7 separate regions of the Mus musculus genome follow, and all the other regions are linked to region 4. The links are chromatin contacts, called in public HiChIP or PLAC-seq, Micro-C and promoter capture Hi-C maps. All regions are on one chromosome and are shown on one strand. The core of a region is the stretch at or near the end of the contact, and the rest is flanking DNA. Distances in the headings are between cores, read along the strand shown.

Region 1 (2,700 bases), core at 47-2,546, 460 kb before region 4:
CATATAGAGTTTGAGGCCAGTCTAAGCTGTCTAAGACTCTGTCTAAAAAAACCAAAGCAAAACAACTCACCCTTGTCTGCACCAGGATGCCTCGTGCTTTCCTGCTGATCCCTCTGAACAGATGAAGAAGTTGAGGGCAAGTGGCCTTGTTAGGGGGCCAGTGAGCAGGAAAGCTTCTACCAGGGTTAATGTTCCTGTGGCAAAAGGACCTTACAAGTGGCCAAGTAACCAAAGTTGGTGGTGGCGCACGCCTTTGACCTCTGCCTTGGGAGGCAGAGGCAGGCAGATCTCTGAGTTCAAAGTCAGCCTGGTCTACAGAGTGAGTTCCAGAACAGCCAGGGCTACATGGAGAAATCCTGTCTCGAAACAAAACAAAGGAACAAAATAAGTGGTCCAGCACTTGGATATCCCGTGTGTGCGGGAGAATAAAATATTCCATCCCAGGTGTGTGTGTGTTTGGCTTTGGCATTTTAGAATTGCTTTTTGCTACTGTTTTTTTTGTTGTTGTTGTTTTGTTTTTTTGTTTGTTTGGGTTTTTTTTGTTTTTGTTTTTGTTTTTTTGAGACAGGATCTTTCTACATAGTCCCAGATAGCCTAGAACTAACTAACTATGTAGTCCAGGCTGGCCTTGAACTCATAGAGATCCACCTGCCTCTGCCTCCTGAGTGCTGGGAATAAAGGTATGTGCCACCATGCCCAGCATCAGAGTTGGTTATCAGAGAAACTGTACGGCCTCTTGTAGATAGGAACAGGTCTGGAAGGCCGCCCTTCTCTTAAAGGGGCTGACATTATGAAGGAAATCTGTCTTAGCCAGCTCGTGGCTATGCACAGGCTTTTCTATGACGTACCCTCCTTTTTGCTTAGGGAAGATCTTTTCATGACAGAAGAGGTTGGGGTCCGACACTTGCCCAGACAGATTGCATCACAGGTGGTTTTTGACTAGGGACTTTGTGTAACCGGAAATCCTTTTGTGCCTCCTCCCAGCAACCTTCCATAAAGAGCAGCCACTTCCTTTTCCTCCATAACTGGAAGCCTGAATGCCTCTACATAAAGTTCAGTTAACCAGCACCTCCCTTCAGCCTCATACTCTGTAGGATTCTACAGAGTTTTTTTTTTCTGTTACTCTGTCTATAAATCATTTTACAGATGAAGATGATCATGCCTTGACAGCGAACAGACTAAATCTAAAGCTGGTGTACACATGCAGTCACTTCCACGGTGCCCACCCATGTCTTTGCTGCTAGAGTCTTGGGAAACCGGTTTACTGTGCACTTCTGGACGAGACTGCCACCTGCTGGCTGCACAGAGGAAGCACGCTTCAGCATAAATTTTCTTTCTTTTCTACTGGAATATCCTTGCAGGCTGTACTTGACCAGTCACATGCTCTCTGATTCCTGAGTGTTCTGCTGCCCTTTTAACTACATTCTATTCAAATACTAATGTTGAAGCACTAAAAATAGATTAACTCATACATTTTTAATTACACCGTATTCAAAGACCAATGCTGAAACACTAAAAATAGATGGATTAATTATTAGACATGGAGCCTTCACTGTTAGATCAAACTGGCCTTCATTTTGTGGCAGTCCTCCTGCTACCGCCTCCATCGTCGGCGGTTACAGACACATGCCATCATGCCCAGATAAAAATACTTTCAGAGAATTGCTTTTTAAGAGCTGAGGAGGACTGATGAGATGGTTCAGTGGACAAAGACACTTGAAACCAAGCCTCATCAACTGAGTAGGATCCCAGGGTTGCATGGTGGAAGGAGAAAAGTTCTGCTAGTTATCCCCCAACCTTGCCATCCCTGTGGCATGCACACCCCCTCCCAAATAAATAAATAAGGCAGGAGAGGCTCAGCAGTTAACACACTTTTTTTTGTTGTTGTTTTGTTTTGTTTTGTTTTTTTTTGACAGGGTTTCTCTGTGTAGCCCTGGCTGTCCTGGAACTCACTCTGTACACCAGGCTGGCCTCGAACTCAGAAATCCACCTGCCTCTGCCTCCCGAGTGCTGGGATTAAAGGCGTGGGCCACCACTGCCCGGCATTAACACACTTGTTAAGCAAGCTTGAGAACTGGAGTTCATGTCCCCAGCACCCAGGTAAACTGGGCTAGCACTGTGGCTGGGTTGCACTCTTAGCACTAGGGAACTAGAGACAGAGATCCCAGGGGCAAGCTGGTTAGCCCAGCTCATCACATTGGTGAGTTACAGGTTCAGCTAGAGACATTAACATGTAAACAGAGTGGCTAAGGAAGACCTCTGATGTCATTTTCTGACCTCCATGCACATGTGTGCGAGTGCACACACACACACACACACACACACACACACACACACACACACACAACTTTAAAGTCTAGCCAGACTCAGCTGAGAGAAGCTGAGATAAGTGGGTTGGTTAAGTGCTGGGGATCAAGGCTATCCTGGATAATGCAGCAAGAATCTGTCTCCAAAATGCAAACAAAAAATATATTATCAGTATTGTTATTGTATTTGTTTGTTTACTTATTTACTTACTTATTTGTGACAGGGTCTATCTTTATAGTCCTTGTTGTCTTGGAGCATGCTACATGGACTATGCTGTTCTAGAATTCACAGAGATCTCCTGAGTGCTGGGATTAAAGTTGTGTGCCACCAAACCCAGCTTGTTATTATTGTTATTTTTAAACAATAAAGAAAATCGATAAAGTATAAACATAA
Region 2 (2,700 bases), core at 129-2,628, 380 kb before region 4:
GGCTTCTCCTTCGTCTTAATCCACTCTTCTGCATCCCCCACTTTCAGTGGCTGTCCTTGCATGGGAGGAAGGCCCTTCTGACTCTGTGTTTGACTCAGAGTTATGCTTTGTTCTGAGTAGCCAAGCCCTTGGATTTAAGGAGCCCTTGTTCAGTAAGGTTCTAGGAGGGGAGAGACAGACTCAGGTGAGGTGTAGGAGGGCTGTGGCAGGAACTTGGGAAAGGATCCCGTTGAGCTGCTGAGAACTCTGCTTTTCCTGTGGGCATGTGGCTGCTCTTGGTACCTGGGAATGTTCACCTCTGGGAAGGTGGCTTCTTTCAGGGTGTGTGTGTGTGTGTGTGTGTGTGTACACTGAGCTGTGTGGGAATGGAGTGTTTGTGCACTGTATACATGTGTGTCAAGCCTGTGTTTGTGAAAACCCAGCCTCCTTTGCGTAGGAGCTGTAAGGTCCTTGCTTCTTTTGTGAGCCCCCAGGTGTACAGCAATAGCACACACAGGACCCGCCTAGGTTGTTGGGCAGTTAGAGGCAGAAGGTTGAAGAACTCCATCTAGAAAGTTCCAGAAGTAGAACCACCTGGGAGGCTAGCCTGGCAGCAGCACCCAAGGGCTCAGGGCGAGCGAGGCTGAGGAGCGGACAAGAGAGGGAGGGCAAAAGAGGCAAGGGCAGGGTGATAAGGGGTATTGGGGCAGGTTGAGAGACGAGGGGAGGAGCCAGCACAGAAAACAAAGGGAGAGGAGCCAGGAATTCGGCCTGGAGGAAGCAGAGGGCTGGAGAGCTGGGGAGGAGGGGACTTGGTCACAGGTCACCAATCCAGGAGGCTCACTTTCGGGCTCTTGCCTGGGTGGTGAAGGGGCGACCTCAGTTTCCTCATCGGTGAACTCGTCCTTCTGTTCAGGATACTGATGGTGGGAAGAAGGAATGTGGGTGGGGTGGATGGAGCGCAGGAGCTCAGGTGCTTCCGTCTTTCCCCAACCTTCTTTGCCCATCCTCGGGCTCATCCCAGAGCCAGCACCGGGCGGGGCAAGGGCAACCAGGCTGGGGACCCTCGCTCACGCTGCCCGTCAGCCCGGAGGGAGCTGACACGCTCCTTGGGAATTTATCACGCACCCAATTACAATGTTAATTGGCAAGTTCCTGAAATCAATTAATTCGCAAATTTTTTCCAATTAAAAATCCAGATAAATCACAGGGGCGGCGGCGGGGCCGGTCCAGCCCGCAGTCCGGTGGCCGCAGTGGCCGCGGGGAGGGGGCGCGCGTGGGGAGGGGGCGGCGGGTGCGGCTGCCCTTGAACGCCTTTGCCGGCCGGTCCGACTGTCAGCGCGCCGGGCGCGGCGGGGCCGAGACAGATAAAACCATCGACCCGTCGCCGCCAGCGCTTCGGCTTTATCGATCCGACGGGAATTTCACTTGCTGTGCAGATCCCGCTGTCCGGCTGTCAGACACCCGGTGGGGAGGAGGGCGTGCCAGGGGCGCAGGGCGTGCACGTGCTGAGGGCGGCGTGGGCATTAGGGGGTGCAGGAATAGGCCCGGACGTGAGCCCACAGCCGCGAGGTGTGGGTGCTCTGAGAAACGTGGATGATGAGGGATTTATGCAGGGTCACGAGCAGGGATAGAACGGAAAAGGCGAGGGAGATGGCCTGGGTGGTGCGGGCTGGGGCGGGGGTCCTTGCCCAGGAGGCAAAAAGAACATTTCAGCGGGGCAGGCACAGTGCCCAAATGCGCTCCGCAAGTCCCTGCGTTTTCTGTTCTTGGTTGAGGTTCTCTTCATTGGAAGCAAATTACCCAGAAATCCTGGTACAGCCTGCAAGCTGTTTCTTTCACTTTCTGCCCCTGACAGGTCAATCCCCCACGGTGTGTAAGTGATGGGGGAGGGGAGGCGAAGAGCAGAGCGCTGGTGTCAAAACTGCTAGAGACAAACCTTATGTTTATTGCCAAGTGGGCAACCTTAGAGAAGTCACTTAACGTGGCTGTGCCTCGGTTTCCTCATCTATAAAATGGGAGTTATAGCTATAGTCACACATCACAATTAGCAACGGGCTGGCTACATATCTGAAAGTTGTCCCGTGAGGTTACATTGCCTAGTGGCAGTGTAGTTTAAGTACACTCTATGGTACTCACATGATCAAAAAATGTCTAAGGATGCATTTCTTAGCACATACATCCATCATTAAGCAGTGCATGACCATCACATAGCTATGTGAAGAATAGCTCTTGTGAGATAGTGAATTTCCATGCAGTTCATTATTATTACCATACTATAGCTTCTGTGGGGCTTTTAAAGTGTGCCCACAGGTTCTTTGGATACTCTTGTCTTTAAGAATGAGAGCTTTTAGAGCATAATTCTCCTCCCTTGAGTATGGGCTGGGCTGGATTGGAAAGATGGGTCAGCTAATGAAGGCTAGGCTCACAACCAAAACTATAGGAGTATGAGCTATGCTCGGTGATTTCCTCCCTCCCTCCCTCCCTCCCTCCCTTCCTTCCTTCCTTCCTTCCTTCCTCCCTCACTCCTCTGTCCCTCTCTCTAACCGGTTCTTCCTGCCTCTTTTCCTCTCTGCCTTCCTTTCTTCCTATCTAAAGATCTGGTCTCACTATGTAGCTCACTCCGCAGCGCAGGCTGACCTCTAGTTCCAGGTCTTCCTGCCTCTGCCTCTGGAATTGCAGGTATGCACTGCCACACCCAGCATCGACCTGGGCCTAGCA
Region 3 (2,700 bases), core at 100-2,599, 500 kb after region 4:
TCATGGTAACTCTTGGGTTTCCATTCCACTCCAAGGGAGGGATTTCTGGCTAGGCATTTTTCATTAACTTTGCATAAAAGATATACTGTTATCCCTGCTTTACATACCAGGAAATGTATCCAAAGTGCCCCCTCTAAAGCATCTTCTACCACTTTCTGCTACCTCAGCTCTAATACTTACATGAACTAAGACTTCTCTGAAAGTGTGGAGGAACTTGAAGCCTATTCAATTTAGGAGACTTTTCCTTTTAAAAGGAAATTTTCAATATATTCTACTTTTGAAATTTTTACAAAAAGGTATCATAAATATCAGACTGGGGCTCCTCCCCTGGGCTTCAAAGGTGGTCACAATGTTGCTTCATCTGCCTCTAGCTCTGTTTATCTTTGTGTGTCCAGAAGCTAGAACAATGCTCGCCACAAAGTAGGCACTCAGTAACTGCTGAATAACTCATATCCTCTGCTCACTTTAGCGGATCATCCCATTACTTTAACTCTAGGGTTCCATTCCCGCGATCTATTCCCTTGGGGAAATCTGGTCTGGGGCACCTTCCCGTCCGCCTTCAGCAACAAAGCAAAGAGTACCGGGAGCTAAACCTTCGGCTCTAGAGTGAAAACTCTGAATACCGGTCTGATCTCTGTCACTTTTTAACACCTTGGCTGTGTGAATGGACTGGATGAGTCTCAGTTTCTCCACCTGCAAAATGGGGACCCCAAACCCCTGCCTTGATGGATCGTATGATTAACTTAGATGATGCAAGCGAGCCCTAAACGCTAGGCCCGGTAAGCACTCCATAAAGGCAGCTGTTGCTAACAGTGACCTGAAACTCCCGCACTCTCCGCCCCCGCAGCCACCCCCGCGGCATCCCTCCAAAGGCAGCCCGGTTCCCAGTGTCCCCACACACCACTTACAGACACTGCCCCTCCCGGCCCCACCGCCTAGGCGAGGGAGGCCCGGCCGCAGGAAGAAGAAAATAAGGCCCAGTGGGCCCGCCCCCCTCTCCCGACGCCCATTGGCCACTAGAGATTGGAAAGAACCAATCGCAAAACTTATTTTAGAAGCTCCTTTCTCTATTGCTCAAACCCCATGTCGATCACAGAGCACAGAAAGACCCACCTCACCACCCTCCCCCACTGGAGCTCACGGCCAAGGGTTTTGGCAGCATCAACCCCTTGGGGAATCCAAAACCCGATGGCTCTCACCTGGAGCCTAAAGCCCTAGCAGGGCTCAGGCCCGATTGCTGTTGTCGCCACTCGCCGATCCCACTGTCTTTCTTGAGGGCGAAAGACAGAGCTCCGCCTCCTTTAAAGTCTGACTCTGCGCAGCCTCACAGAGCCCATAGTCAACCAACCCAAGAATGGCTTTAGGTCCTCAGCTAACCAATGAACACTCACTACACCGACTCGGCGTCTGGAACTACGAGTCCGCTTAGCCTATGAGCGTCGTCTCGAGCTGTTGCCAGGAGAAAACGCTGAGCCTCCGGGGACTGGGGCCACTGAGCATCAGGGCTGGATCCAGAGTTAGCCTATCAGAGGCTGACTCAGATCTCCATAGTTAAGCTGGGTAGAAAGAAGCGAATACCCTGAAATGGGCTAGCCGGTTATGGGGAAGGGCGAGCAGGTGGTTATAGGATGTTTCTAGCGAAAGGATAAGCCTAATTTTCTTGGAGTAACTCCTTTGCCTAAGATATAAAGGCGATGGAAGACCTCCGGGAAAGTTTCTAAAGTCAAGGAGTTCAGAGAACGTGACCAGCATGTCCAAGTTTGCCCAGTACTCTCAGTTTGACTCTCTTCTCTAAGAAGCCCCTCGCCTGCTGGCAAGGCGGGTTAGGTAAAGATCTGCTCCAGGAGAAGGAGCCCTGGGGGGTCATTAGGACAGATCCTGAAGGAAGATATCCCTGAGGCTTTTTAAAAGCGGCTCCCCTTGAGCGAAAATTTGGGGTCATTAGCAGCTCTTGGAGCGAACAGGGTGATTCTAAGAATCATTAAAGGCACTTCAGGGGGCCGAACAGGATCCCTAGAAGTCATTAGGAGCAGTTCCTGAGAGGCTGTGAGCAGCCTTAAGGAGTTCCCAGATTGTCAAGGACGATGAAGAAAGAGAGGTTAACACCCTTATAAGTCAAATAAGGAGGAGAACTCACTAGGGCATAAAACATGAGCAAAATTCCCGATAGCACCGGGAAGAAGAGTTGTATTGTGTTTGAACTGCTTTCAAAACCAACCCTTCGGTACAGAGAGATGACTGAGAGGAAAGGCACAAGTCTTATGATCTGAGGTAAGCTGTTGAAGGAGAGAATCAATACAAGTTCACAAGATGTCCTCTGACTTTAGTGGATTGCAGTGTCACCGCCGCCACAAACACACTAAATAAATAGGTTAAAAAAAAAAAAAGTAAGCTGGGCGGTGGTGGCACATGCCTTTAATCCTAGCACTTGGGAGGCAGAGGCAGGCAGATTTCTGAGTTTGAGGCCAGCCTGGTCTACAAAGTGAGTTCCAGGACAGCCAGAGCTATACAGAGAAACCCGGTCTCAAAAAATACCAAAAAAAAAAAAAAAAAAAAGTTTTTAAACAACTTCTCGTCCATGCCTGGATTTTTCAAGGGGAACAAATTCAGGAGAGTTGAGATGGATGGCAAGAGTTTACCAATGTTAACTAAAAGGAGATACTTCATAGAATGCTATGGGTTAAATATCTAGGCACATAT
Region 4 (2,700 bases), core at 91-2,590:
CGCTCGTCGCCAGTGGAAAAACATAGCGCCGTCCTTTCGAGCTGGGTTAGTAAAAGGCATCCATTTCCAAGGGCGAACCTTCTTGGACCCCAGTTTCGCCTTCACTGTCCGATACCCCTGACCAGTGTCACTGGGCAGCAGTGGGGGTGCATCCCTGGCAGTGGAGGTGAAAGGTTAGAAGCAGGTGTGTGAAGAACCTCTAAAGCCATGAAGCTCAGTCTACCCCAGAATAAGGAAGTCATGTCCTGGAGCAAGACACTGAGCTGTCCTGCAGGAGGAGCCCTAGTTGGGGATACTGGCGTGGGGGAAAGTAGAAGAGAAAATAGGGACATAGGGCTATGCCTGGTGAGCTAGGGGAAACACGGAGGACTTGGGATTCCAATACTTGCTTTTTGTCAGAGTAAAGCAAAGCATAGACCTCCCGATGCATGCCCTCAGGCCTCTTGAAGGTCAGCGTCTCTGAGGACTTCTTGGACTTTTTCTGGGAAGAAAACCACAGGGAAAAAATGATGGCCCAGACCCACCCTTCCTTGAAGTTTTTACCCAGCCCAACCTGAACAAACAAATGCTGAACTAAAGTCCCGGGAACCCACTCATGGGAGCGTCTCTACACCGTCTGCACAGGTTTCCTCTCCCCGCTCGCGTCTGAGTTATCAGGGAAGAAAGTCCTTCCCTCACCTCAAGACTGTCACAATGTCTTGCTCTCTCTTCCCAACAACTTACAAGTGTCAGGTTCCCTCGGTCCTCTCGTCCGTTGGCGGTTTCCCCGCTCTCTTGGTCCCCACCTCCCAGTGTCCCCTCTTCGTTACATTAAGGGTGGCATGCTCTTGTTCCATTGTAGCTCTCCTTTTATTATCACTTCCACCATCTCTCTTCTGGTAACACCCCTTCCCATCCCTTCGCCAACACCTTCACCCACACTTCAGCCCGCTCAAATGCCCCTGCTACCTTGTCCGGGTTGATAATATCCTTTTTGCTGATGGTCCCAGAGGCGGCATCTCCCTCTGGACCCCCGAGTTCTAGAATGTCTCGTACATCTGCGCCCGTAGCCATCACGCCCGAGGGATGAGGTAGTACCCCGACGTCAAGGGTCGGTACCTGCAGAAAGACTGTGCTACCGTTAAGGGGGCGGTGTCCCTGCAACTCCCGCTCCAAGTGGGGGCAGGGTGAAGAGGCCAGCGCCAGAATGGTCCACACCAGGTTTGGGTGCTGCCTCGTTCTCCGCCTCCCCGCGCAGGTGTCCCTTACGGTCACACTGTCCTCCCTGCCTCGCCATCCCCGGGGAGCCACACCTGAGTCCCCCCAGCTGTAGCCCACTCCTCAAATTACCTCTCTCTGAAGACCCACGGATAGGAACTTCCGGCTGTGCGTCGTAGAAACGCAACCCTTAGAAACACTTCCGGTCGGTGCTTAGACAAACAGGAGCCGGCTAGCAACCCAGTGTGCAAGCTACCGGGCAGGCTGAGTCGCTCGCCTGGAATTCCTGCTGTGCTCCCAGGAATCCGCGCGAGGCGATGCGGGGCTTGCTTTTGACATTTACCTTCTATTTCTCTACATTGTGTCCCGGGCAATGAAAAGAAAACCTGAAGAGAACTCTGTGACATTGAAAAGTCACTTATTTTCTCAAAACCTATTTCAAAACACTTAATTTGTTTACAAAATGAAAATTGTAACAGCTCCTGCTTAAGTGAAATACCAATAACCCATGTAAAACAATGGCACAGTGCCTGGAACATTATTTTTTTTCTTAATTAACTGGATTAATGATAGTAATTGCCTCTGCTCATTCAGTGCCTCTCTATATTACCAGGCATTGCCATTGTGCTAAACTTTCAAAGCAGAGCTAAACTAGCTTCTCCAGCTGCCAAGAGAGTAAAATAGAAGCTCTCTCTCTCTCTCTCTCTCTCTCTCTCTCTCTCTCTCTCTCTCTCTCTCTCTCTCTCTCCCTTCCTCCCTCCCTCCCTCCCTCCCTCTCTGCCTCCTCCTTCCTATCCCTTTTCTTTCCCCACCACCCAGGGTGGCCTCTTAACTCACAGCGATCCCCCTGCCTCTCAAGTGCTGGGATTACAGGAATGTGCCACCAGGTCAGGCTCTTAACTTCTTTATTTAATTTACAATTCCCCTAAAATGAGTTGTGAATCTTGACTCTTTTTTTTTTGGGGGGGGGGGCAGTGTAATGTACAACACACACACACACACACACACACACACTGTACTGTCAACACACAAACTAGAGTTATCTGATAGATGAAAACCTTAACTGAGAAACTGCCTTTAAGATCCAGCTGTAAGGCATCTTCTTATTGAGTGGTCAGTGGGGATGGCCCAGCCCATTGTGGGCGGTGTTATTCCTTAGCTAGTAGTCCTGGGTTCTATAAAAGGCTGAGCAAGCCAGGAGAAGCAAGCCTGTAAACAATACCTCTCCATAGCTTCTGCATCAGCTCCTGCCTCCAGGATCGTACCCTGTTTGAATTCCTGTCCTGAATTCCTTTGGTGATAAATAGCAATGTGGCAGTATAAGCCAAATAAACCCTTTCCTCCCCAACTTGCTTTTGGTCATGGTGTTTCATGGAAGCAATAGTAATACACACACATACCACGCCACATGTCTATGTACTTAGGTTGTCAATATGTAGGAATGACTAGAAGCCCTTATCTTGTTTTCACAAGGGAGTATGTCATTTCAACTGCTTTAACAGC
Region 5 (2,700 bases), core at 55-2,554, 400 kb after region 4:
GCCCACCTGCCTCACCTGAGCACTGACACCACACCTTCCCGTCAAAAACACGCGGAGACACACTGGGATGAGAGCTTTAAACCCGAGACTGCAGAGATCTAGAACTCACACAGTAGATACATGCACATGTACACAAACAATTAAAAAAAACTATTTTATAGAGGGTAAACAAGGCCATAAGTACTTTGTAAGCCCCTCTGAGAAAAAAAAACAGCTTTAAAATGGTTCTAAATAAATATTTCTACCTTGCTTGCGACCAAACAAAAACAATTACTAAATACATAAGAAAGAGTCACAAGTCAAGAAGCCAGCAATAGCACATGCCTTTAATCTCAGCACTCAAGAGGAAGAGGCAGGTGGATCTCTGTGAGTCTGAGGGCAGCCTAATCTACATAGGGAGTTCTAGGACAACCAGGGCTACATAGAGAGACTGTATATCCAATAAAAACCAACCAACCAAACAAACAAACAAAAATAACCCACTAAGAATCTATTACCCATCTCTGCTGGTAACTGATATTTTTTTAAGATTAATTTATTTATTTTACGAGTATGAGCACACTGTAGCTGTCTTCAGACACACCAGAAGAGGGTATTGGATCTCATTACAGATAGTTGTGAGCCACCATGTGGTTGCTGGGAATTGAACTCAGGCCCTCTAGAAGAGCAGTCAGTGCTCTTTACCGCTGAGCCATCTCTCCAGTCCAACTAATATTATTTTAATTATGAACATCTATTTTAAAATGTTTTGACATTAATGTATATATTGTGTGTGTTTATGTATGTGTGGGTAAAAATGCATGTGGCGATCAGAGGACAACTTGCTGGAGCCGGTTCTTGCTTCCACTAAGTGTGTTTCAGGGATCGTGCACAGGATGGCAGGCTTGTGGCGAGTGTCCTTCCTCACTGAGCCTGTAATCAGCTATTTCCAATGCTCACCACGGTGTAGTGCTAAGAGGTTTACTTAGATTATCTCCCTGATAATCTTAGGTTCGAAGCGTAGGAACATAAGCCCAAAGCTGCAGAGCCAGGACTCAGTGTCAGGCAAGAGGCTCTGAAGCCTCAGTGATTGTGTATGTGCTAGCTTGCTGCACCACCCCTAATGTCTCCCATACTGCTCTGTAATCCACTGGACAGCCTGTAAGAGAGGAGGGAAGGTGACTCGGAAACCCACCCCTTCCCCTCTCACCCCTCTCACCTCTGAGGTCGGCTCGCACAGTGCCCTGACTCCTAGGTGCACACAGCTGAGTTGAAGGACAGTAAGCAAGCAGCAGCTGGACTTGGCCAAAAGCCATCCGTGCTATTGCAATCAAAGGGTTCTGCTGCCCCCTTGTGGCCCAGGCCGACTGCTACTCCGCGATGCTCCAGTACAGAGCTGAATACCATATAAAGGCACTTGGCCACCAGACACTAATCAGTAGGAGGTCACTCTGATTGGCTCAAAGTGGAACAGATTTAATAACTCAAAAATGTGATTTTGTCACTCCTCTGTGCCAAATACTGCTCATAATAAGAAAGCTCATAATAATGACACGTTAGAGCCCAGAGGAAAATGTTTCAAAACTATTTTATAATAAAAGGAATGGAATAACAAGTTGCACTGACTTTGAATGATGACAAACACTTTAGAGCATTGCCAGACCCATGCAAAACTCCTGACACTTTTGTCTTGCATCTGAAGATACATTCTAGAAACCTTTTCCTACCAGTACATAGAGGCCCTCTAGCTCCAGCCTCAGACTCACTAAATGGGAACCTAATTCATTAATTTGTTCCCTGCTGATAAACACCTAAATAGCTGCCAAACACTTGCTACTAAAAAACAAAGAAACAATGTCAGGTTAGAGAGATGGCTCAGCCTCTAAGAGTACTCACTGTTCTTACTGAGGACCCAGGGAATCTTCTAGCCTCTTCTGGTCTTGGGGCACCAGGCACACACATGGTACACAGACACACGTGCAGGCAAGACACCCACACACAAAAGAGAAAAGGAAAAATGACAGTGCAAGCAAACACACAGAAAATCCTGCAGTGGGTAACTCTGCAGGAACGCTGTGGATGAACTCTTGGGAGTGGGAATAGTGGGTCACACAGCATGGTGAGAGCATGTATGCACACAGAAACACATAGAGAGACACACACACATATACACACACAGACACATACACAAACACAAACAGAGGCACATGCATATACATACACACATACACACACACACATAGATGCATACACACACAGACACACACATGCTCTTTGGCACCCTCTCTTCCTCCAGCCCGACTCTCCCCAGCACTCTCTCACACCTTCTTCAGTCTCACAGACTCCCTCCCCCCCTCCCTCTCCCTCTCTCTGTCTCTCTTCCCAGCACTCTCTCTCACCTTCTCCAGTCTCACAGACACACATTCTCTCTCTCTCTCTCTCTCTCTCCCTCTCTCTCTAGCACTCTCTCTTACTTTATTCAGTCTCACATCTCCCAGCTTTCTTCCTGGAAGGCAACCAAAGTTATTATTTCTAGATTTCGTGCTCACAGTTATTTTATACACACGTATGCAAATCTAGATGTGATCTAGGCTTATGTATAGATAAACATGAACATATGTACAATTTCCCACCCTCTTCTGAATAAATGAAGACATTTATACCCAAAATAGAACAGTGTTAACGGGACTCTGTAGACAGCTACCTTCAAGATCATGCTGC
Region 6 (2,700 bases), core at 187-2,686, 400 kb before region 4:
GGGATTGAGAAGAGAAATACTGTCTCTAACCTACGTCACCCTGAAAGGGGCTTCAGCCAGGGCTCAAAGACAAAGGTGCACACACTTGCCACTTCCTGAGCATCATCCTGGGAAGTGAACCATCTTACCACTCCTGGCCCACAACATAACAGCCACCTTATTTAAAACTAATCTTTTCCACATCCTTTTGAGCAGACTGATCCTTCTAGTTGTACTGAGTTCTGGCTTCCCCAAGTCTGGACAAGTGAATTCTTACTGGCAACCGATACAAGGGAGGACTTACAGCCCAGCACCCCACACCTCTAAGACAGAGGAGGTAGGGAATAAGAGGAAAATCGAGCCCTTACTCATTGGTCACATGGCTCCTTGAGGATGGAGGTCACATGGTCACAGTTATCCCAAGGCTGCCTCCCTTGTGGCCCATTTCTCTAGCCTGAAGACATCTCTTCTGCCTAGGTTTGGCAGAGTATCCCAGAAAAGCACCTTTTACCCTAATTGTTGTATCTTTAGATGAAGCACTGGGCCCTGGGTTCTGCCCATATGCAACACCACGAGCAGTGCAAAAGACCTGAGGTTTCAAGTGAGCAGGCGGCAGCGGAGTGCACAGCCCAGAGTGCTCTGAGACCCGAGGGTCAGACGAGCTGCTCTCTACAAGACTTTCCTCATTTCCCCAGGCTTTATTTCTGTTTCTTAATCTGTTTGTACTGGGAGGCAGAGGCAGATGAAACTCGAGTCTGAGGCCAGTGTGGTCTACACAGCGAGTTCCAGGTCAGCTGGGGTGACATAGTGAGATCTCCTCTCTAAATAAATAAGAATCTATTTGTAGACCGACCTCCCTCGACGTTCTCTTGCTCTCTTTTGTCCTGAGACATTGACCCTCCTTGTCATTAACCCCAGGCTCTCAAGCTCACAGCCTGTTCTTCTGAGCCAAGTGTCTTCACCATGACTCTTGCTAGACCACTGCCTAGATTACATTCAAGGCAGCCGGTCTGACCATGTAGGAAGCTCTGTTGAGGATGACGAGGGGACCCTAGTCTGGGAGGGGGGACAGAGGAATGAAGGGATGCAGGGACTTATCACAGTTCTTCAACTCTTTCATATCTAACAAGGACAGCAATCTCTGCTGTCAGCATGCACAGGACGGCTTAAATGGGCCTCGCTACTCTCCTGCTCATCCTGCCTCTGCCTCCCTCTCTGAAGTCGGCCGGGCAGCTTCTTCGGCTGGCGTTATCACTCCCTCTAACCGGTCTTGGCAGGCAATCTAATTCCTCCTGAAAAGGTCACCGCCATTTTAACTGCCTTTCAATCACATTAAGCAGGAGCTGCCCAGCTTGCGGCCCAGCCCGCCCGGCGGCGATCAATGCACTGCACTGACACCAGCAGCCTGGCAGGGCCACACCCAACCCCCCCCCCCAAGAGTTGGGCCTATTGGTCCTGGCCAGGGAGGGTCGGCTGACAGATGGCCAGCTTTTGCAGATGGGCTTCAGGGGCAGAGGCAGTCAGGATCAGCCAGGGCCTCTCTTTGATAGCCCCTCCCATTGAGGAGGCTCCACTTTCTGCCTCGTGGCCCCCGCTGATCTCGCTGTAAAACAGCCTTTCAAGTTAGCCTGTCTTTTGACTGCACTAAGCTGTTTAAGAGGCGGCAGCAGCTTCTATCAGGAAAGCTGGAGCAATTCTCTGCAGATAAAGGCCCCTCCGGCCCCATTCCCTCTTCAAGTCTCATTCTCGCTCTCCAAATCGCTCAAAGAAAAGCCCTCTTTGAACTCTCCTCAGGAATTCTTGAAAGGATCAACCTCGCAGTGTAAACACACCCAGAAAGATGATACCTACCCGAGGCCCGAGAGCCTCTGACACCCATCTGCTGGCACATCCCATGCAGAAATGGCTTTGCTTAAGCAGTGGGCCCTGTGCAGCCTGACCCATTCAGACACTCCAGGAGCCCAAGAGCCACAGGGTCCTGTTCCTTGCCAAGAAACCTAAGCAGCAGCTGCAGTTGGTGTGAACAGTTGCAACTGACAGCAGAGCTAATCTAGAACAGCCTTCCAGAACTGACTCAGCAAGACTGCCTTCTAAACCTGGTCACACACCCTAGCATCCATGTGCCTCATTCCTGGGCTCATGAGCGCCATCCTTCATTCTTGAGAGGCTTCAGACCTGCTAGAGCCCCAGGACAGAAATGCTCTGTGCAATGACAACTAAGGCTGCTTACCTAGGGGGTGGCAACAGTTTGGTTTAACCCTCCTGATTTACGCTCTGACTTGTCTTCAGACTGGTGGGCACCATGCAACAAGCTCAGAGGCACAGTGCCCATCTGCACTGGATGGCACTGCAGAGACTTGATCTCACCGGAGACCAGGTGTCATGGCTCTACGGAGGCAAAGGCCCTCCTTCGAGCCTGCTGAGAGATCCCCCAAAGACCACACACAGTGGCCATCTCAAGGGTGTTGCCCAGAAAAACAGGAGGCAGATGGGATGCAGCCTGGCTCTCTTAATGACCACAAACTGCAGTGCCAGCTGTGCTTTACACAGAAAGAGTTAGAAGCCAAGAAGCAGGTACCTCTTTCTCTTGCCCATGGTGACAGAGCTTGACAAGAGGACACTGACCCTGGGCACCTAACCAATTCTTCTGTCTCATCTAGGGAGCCAACCCTTGTCTCAGGAGCTAGGAAGGGAGCAGAGACGGGTAGGGCCCTGAAGACT
Region 7 (2,700 bases), core at 176-2,675, 430 kb before region 4:
TGTCTTCAGACACCTCAGAAGAGGGCATCAGATCTCATTACAGATGGTTGTGAGCCACCATGTGGTTGCTGGGATTTGAATTCAGGACCTTCAAAAGAGCAGTCAGTGCTCTTAACCACTGAGTAATCTCTCCAGCCCCCCCCCCCCGCCCCCGAAGCCTTTATGTGTGTCCTGGGGGTCTAAGTTGGTTCCTCACACTAGCTCAGCCATCTCCCCAGTTACTCCTCAGCAGTGTAAAGTGAGAGTCCCCACGGTTGGGGGCCATATGCTTTCACATACCCAATTCCCCTGTGATTTTATCTTTTATCTCTTTGCTGGATCTCTCTCATCTGAACAAAAGCCTGTACCTCCTAGCGGTTGCCAGCGAATGACAAAATAACTTGCCTTGCAAGTGTTCCATCCCCCCTCTTTCTTTTAAGACAAGTCTCATGTAGCATAGGCTAGCCTGGAACTTGTTATGTAGCTGAGGATGGCTTGAAGCATTTAGACTCCTGGCTGGGATTCCAGGGACATACCACTATGCTGTCACCTCCCACTCACTCTCAAGCCACTGACTCTTTTGTTCACTGGAATGGCACTTGCAAAGGTTGCTAACAACTTCTTTGTAAATCCAGTGCCATCTTTGAGGTTTTATTTACCGTATTAATCATCAGCCCTCAATACTTTCCTCCTGGTTTCTGTCTCCTACACACCATACCCACTCATTCCCATCACCCAAATAGCTTCTTTTTCTGTTTATGTATGTATGCATGTATGTGTTTATTTATTTATTTTGGACAGGGTGTCTCTGTGTAGCCCTGGCTGTCCTGGAGATAGATCAGGATGGTCTCAAACTCACAGAGTTCAACTCCTCACAGCTGGAATTAAATGCATGCGCCATTATGCCCAGCTCAGAAAATATTTACTAAATGTAAGAAAGCTGTACTCCTGTACTCGTCTAAACTACTTGGACTCACACATGAAAGGCCATGTCTTATTACCCGAAGACCCCTTTCCAGTCAGGCAACCAGTCTCAACCCACAGGTTTAGAAGGACCCGTTGGCACGCGCCGCCTAACACTGTTTTGTTCGTTTTTTCTGCCTCCAGCCTGGGAACTGCTGCTGGCGATGGAGGTAGATGTAGTTAGAGGTGCAAGTTCAAGTTTTCTACCAAGTACCAGAAGACAAAGTTCTGAGATGCCCTCTGCAGACCCGTAATACTTCATTCAACTCTCCCACCGACTCTTACCTTCACAGGAGGGTGCGGTCGCTCCGAGAGCGCTGCCCCACTGACCAATACTTGATCCAAGATCAAGAGAGTCAGCCAATTGCTGGGGCCCAAAGACAGTAGGGGCGGGGCGCGGTTGCTAGGGCCGGGCTAGTGGGTGCCGCCCGAGGCGCGAAGCGACTCCCTGGTTGCTAGGCAGGGAGGTCACAGAGTGCGGCTCGGGGATTGGACAGCGCTGGGCGTGGGCGGGGAGGGGCGTGGCCCGGCGGCGTCCCGGCCCCGCCGAGGTGAAACTGCGGGAGTTCCGGCGGGAGGCCTGTGCTGAAGACCCGCACCTTCACCATGGCCTCGGCCGAGCTGGATTACAGCATCGAGATCCCGGATCAGCCCTGCTGGAGCCAGAGTATGGAGGGGGATTGGGAAGGTGACCTAACAGCGATGCCCCGCCCACCCTGCGGCCCGCCCTCCCTCGGCCCGCCCCCTTCGGGGGTCCCGCAGGGCTGGCTAGAGCTTGCGGGGCGCTCCCAGCCCCGCCCCCCGTGCCCCGCCCCCAGTCGACTGAGGGTCTTTCTGTTCCACAACAGGTTCTCAAGGTTCTGCTTCCCTTTGTAGCTGGAGGCCCTTCAAGGTTCATTCTAATTCTTTTGTTTTGGATTCTCGCTCCTCATTTGCAAGTGTGACTAGGCCCATCCTTCATTTTTGCAGAGGTTTGGATTCCTGGGGGAGCCTCTGGTCCTCAGAAAAGCCAAGGGACTCAGCAAGCCTAGTCCTGCCCTTCTCAGCTCACCCTGGCAGTGGTTAACAGAATGGTCGGTTAGGCCGGGTGGAATTCTGTTGAAATCCTATCCCTTTAGTAATTGGATGACCTTCGGCAAACTTTCAACTTTGAATTTTAGTTTTCCTGGAGCAAAGCTGAGGAAAAATTGCTGGTTGCACAACTGAGATTATTTGTGTAAAGGACTTGGCATGAATCCTGATGGAAGTAAGCTTAGTAGTTGGCATTTAAACTTAACGTGTGTGTGTGTGTGTGTGTGTGTGTGTGTTTAACCCTCCTAAGGCCATATCATTAAAAAAAGATGTGTGGGAGGCCTCCTAAGATTAGTAGCTTGTAAAGTAGTGTAAGTTGTTGGACCAGAGAATGGAAGGTTGTCCCTTTTGGAAACTGGGGCAGAGGAGGCTTGGAGTACAGGTCGGCCAATGCTGCTCTTTGGTGTTTCCAGTCCACTGCCCCGCACTTGTCCAGCTCATCATAAAGTTTAGCTAGGGGGTGCTTCCTTCAAAAGCCTCCCCAGAGCCAGGTGGTGGTGGCGCACACCTTTAATCCCAGCACTTGGGAGACAGAAGCAGGCGGTTTTCTGAGTTCGAGGCCAGCATGGTCTACAGAGTGAGTTCCAGTACAGCCAGGACTACACAGAGAAACCCTGTCTCAAAAAACCAAAAAACCAAAACCAAAAACAAAAAAAGTCTCCCCAGGCCTCCCTTCCTATGCCCTCC

What was found. Promoter capture Hi-C pulls out the DNA fragments that hold promoters and counts their contacts. Hi-C and Micro-C count contacts between places; a contact is called where the count stands out from the background. HiChIP or PLAC-seq counts read pairs in DNA pulled down with a chosen protein or histone mark.
Region 1: a contact with region 4 is called in an H3K4me3 HiChIP or PLAC-seq map of forebrain, with 6 times the contacts expected there. The contact joins the enhancer-like site here to the promoter of Dmap1 in region 4. A contact is called at or near these places in 17 of 39 promoter capture datasets (the C10 cell line, the HPC-7 cell line, HPC-7-derived erythroid cells and 9 more), 2 of 15 datasets of contacts at CTCF or cohesin (embryonic stem cells and stem cell-derived epiblast-like cells), 6 of 484 Hi-C or Micro-C datasets (cortical neurons and embryonic stem cells), 5 of 115 datasets of contacts at active chromatin or transcription factors (embryonic basal ganglia, embryonic forebrain, embryonic stem cells and 1 more) and 2 of 9 other capture datasets (embryonic stem cells and pancreatic islet).
Region 2: a contact with region 4 is called in an H3K27ac HiChIP or PLAC-seq map of extraembryonic endoderm stem cells, with 11 times the contacts expected there. The contact joins the enhancer-like site here to the promoter of Dmap1 in region 4. A contact is called at or near these places in 22 of 39 promoter capture datasets (the 3T3-L1 cell line, the C10 cell line, the HPC-7 cell line and 13 more), 1 of 15 datasets of contacts at CTCF or cohesin (stem cell-derived epiblast-like cells), 10 of 484 Hi-C or Micro-C datasets (the G1E-ER4 cell line, bone marrow-derived macrophages, brown adipocytes and 5 more), 14 of 115 datasets of contacts at active chromatin or transcription factors (craniofacial prominence, embryonic basal ganglia, embryonic forebrain and 10 more) and 3 of 9 other capture datasets (adipose tissue, liver and pancreatic islet).
Region 3: a contact with region 4 is called in a promoter capture Hi-C map of erythroid cells, with 10 times the contacts expected there. The contact joins the promoter of Kdm4a here to the promoter of Dmap1 in region 4. A contact is called at or near these places in 5 of 39 promoter capture datasets (the 3T3-L1 cell line, the C10 cell line, erythroid cells and 2 more), 1 of 484 Hi-C or Micro-C datasets (embryonic stem cells) and 4 of 115 datasets of contacts at active chromatin or transcription factors (the NIH/3T3 cell line, bone marrow-derived macrophages, large pre-B cells and 1 more).
Region 5: a contact with region 4 is called in a Micro-C map of the G1E-ER4 cell line. The contact joins the enhancer-like site here to the promoter of Dmap1 in region 4. A contact is called at or near these places in 17 of 39 promoter capture datasets (the 3T3-L1 cell line, 3T3-L1-derived adipocytes, the C10 cell line and 9 more), 2 of 15 datasets of contacts at CTCF or cohesin (embryonic stem cells and pro-B cells), 2 of 484 Hi-C or Micro-C datasets (both in the G1E-ER4 cell line) and 2 of 9 other capture datasets (adipose tissue and liver).
Region 6: an H3K27ac HiChIP or PLAC-seq map of embryonic stem cells shows a contact between it and region 4, with 10 times the contacts expected there. The contact joins the enhancer-like site here to the promoter of Dmap1 in region 4. A contact is called at or near these places in 24 of 39 promoter capture datasets (the 3T3-L1 cell line, 3T3-L1-derived adipocytes, the C10 cell line and 14 more), 6 of 15 datasets of contacts at CTCF or cohesin (the NIH/3T3 cell line, embryonic stem cells, hippocampal excitatory neurons and 3 more), 128 of 484 Hi-C or Micro-C datasets (the AML12 cell line, the AtT-20 cell line, B cells and 77 more), 37 of 115 datasets of contacts at active chromatin or transcription factors (DN3 thymocytes, the HPC-7 cell line, the NIH/3T3 cell line and 25 more) and 7 of 9 other capture datasets (adipose tissue, embryonic stem cells, embryonic tail and 4 more).
Region 7: a promoter capture Hi-C map of stem cell-derived epiblast-like cells shows a contact between it and region 4, with 6 times the contacts expected there. The contact joins the promoter of Tmem53 here to the promoter of Dmap1 in region 4. A contact is called at or near these places in 25 of 39 promoter capture datasets (the 3T3-L1 cell line, 3T3-L1-derived adipocytes, the C10 cell line and 15 more), 3 of 15 datasets of contacts at CTCF or cohesin (the G1E-ER4 cell line and embryonic stem cells), 64 of 484 Hi-C or Micro-C datasets (B cells, the C10 cell line, CD4 T cells and 35 more), 14 of 115 datasets of contacts at active chromatin or transcription factors (Th17 cells, embryonic basal ganglia, embryonic forebrain and 8 more) and 4 of 9 other capture datasets (adipose tissue, embryonic stem cells, liver and 1 more).

What each region holds. Positions count from the first base shown.
Region 1 is chr4:117,217,760-117,220,459 of GRCm38.p6, forward strand. The region is part of intron 7 of Armh1 (armadillo-like helical domain containing 1); the gene reads right to left. Among named protein-coding and RNA genes, the nearest start is that of Gm23287, 8.3 kb to the left of the region's middle. Within about 2 kb of position 1,297, at least 48 of the 459 cell types and tissues checked have an H3K27ac peak or open chromatin away from gene starts, as enhancers often do. A contact at or near this core is called in the HPC-7 cell line, forebrain and hematopoietic stem and progenitor cells, where this site is marked.
Region 2 is chr4:117,302,998-117,305,697 of GRCm38.p6, forward strand. All of the region lies in intron 3 of Rnf220 (ring finger protein 220), which reads right to left. Gm12843 (a long non-coding RNA gene) reads left to right here. Exons shown (of 4, transcript XR_003955258.1): 4 at 1-2,392. Among named protein-coding and RNA genes, the nearest start is that of Gm12843, 15 kb to the left of the region's middle. Within about 2 kb of position 1,379, at least 31 of the 459 cell types and tissues checked have an H3K27ac peak or open chromatin away from gene starts, as enhancers often do. A contact at or near this core is called in adipose tissue, extraembryonic endoderm stem cells, liver and 2 more, where this site is marked.
Region 3 is chr4:118,178,694-118,181,393 of GRCm38.p6, forward strand. Kdm4a (lysine (K)-specific demethylase 4A) reads right to left here and starts at 1,350. Exons shown (of 22, transcript NM_001161823.1): 1 at 1,200-1,350.
Region 4 is chr4:117,680,885-117,683,584 of GRCm38.p6, forward strand. It overlaps Dmap1 (DNA methyltransferase 1-associated protein 1), which reads right to left and starts at 1,341. Exons shown (of 11, transcript NM_023178.2): 1 at 1,330-1,341; 2 at 949-1,098; 3 at 390-481; 4 at 1-154. The coding sequence starts at 1,053.
Region 5 is chr4:118,082,472-118,085,171 of GRCm38.p6, forward strand. The region is part of intron 2 of St3gal3 (ST3 beta-galactoside alpha-2,3-sialyltransferase 3); the gene reads right to left. Among named protein-coding and RNA genes, the nearest start is that of St3gal3, 51 kb to the right of the region's middle. Within about 2 kb of position 1,305, at least 47 of the 459 cell types and tissues checked have an H3K27ac peak or open chromatin away from gene starts, as enhancers often do. A contact at or near this core is called in the G1E-ER4 cell line, where this site is marked.
Region 6 is chr4:117,282,070-117,284,769 of GRCm38.p6, forward strand. The region is part of intron 8 of Rnf220 (ring finger protein 220); the gene reads right to left. Among named protein-coding and RNA genes, the nearest start is that of Gm12843, 5.9 kb to the right of the region's middle. Within about 2 kb of position 1,437, at least 55 of the 459 cell types and tissues checked have an H3K27ac peak or open chromatin away from gene starts, as enhancers often do. A contact at or near this core is called in the N1E-115 cell line, VIP interneurons, cerebellum and 8 more, where this site is marked.
Region 7 is chr4:117,250,526-117,253,225 of GRCm38.p6, forward strand. It overlaps Tmem53 (transmembrane protein 53), which reads left to right and starts at 1,426. Exons shown (of 3, transcript NM_026837.3): 1 at 1,426-1,609. The coding sequence starts at 1,549. Armh1 (armadillo-like helical domain containing 1) reads right to left here and starts at 1,392. Exons shown (of 13, transcript NM_001145637.1): 1 at 1,228-1,392.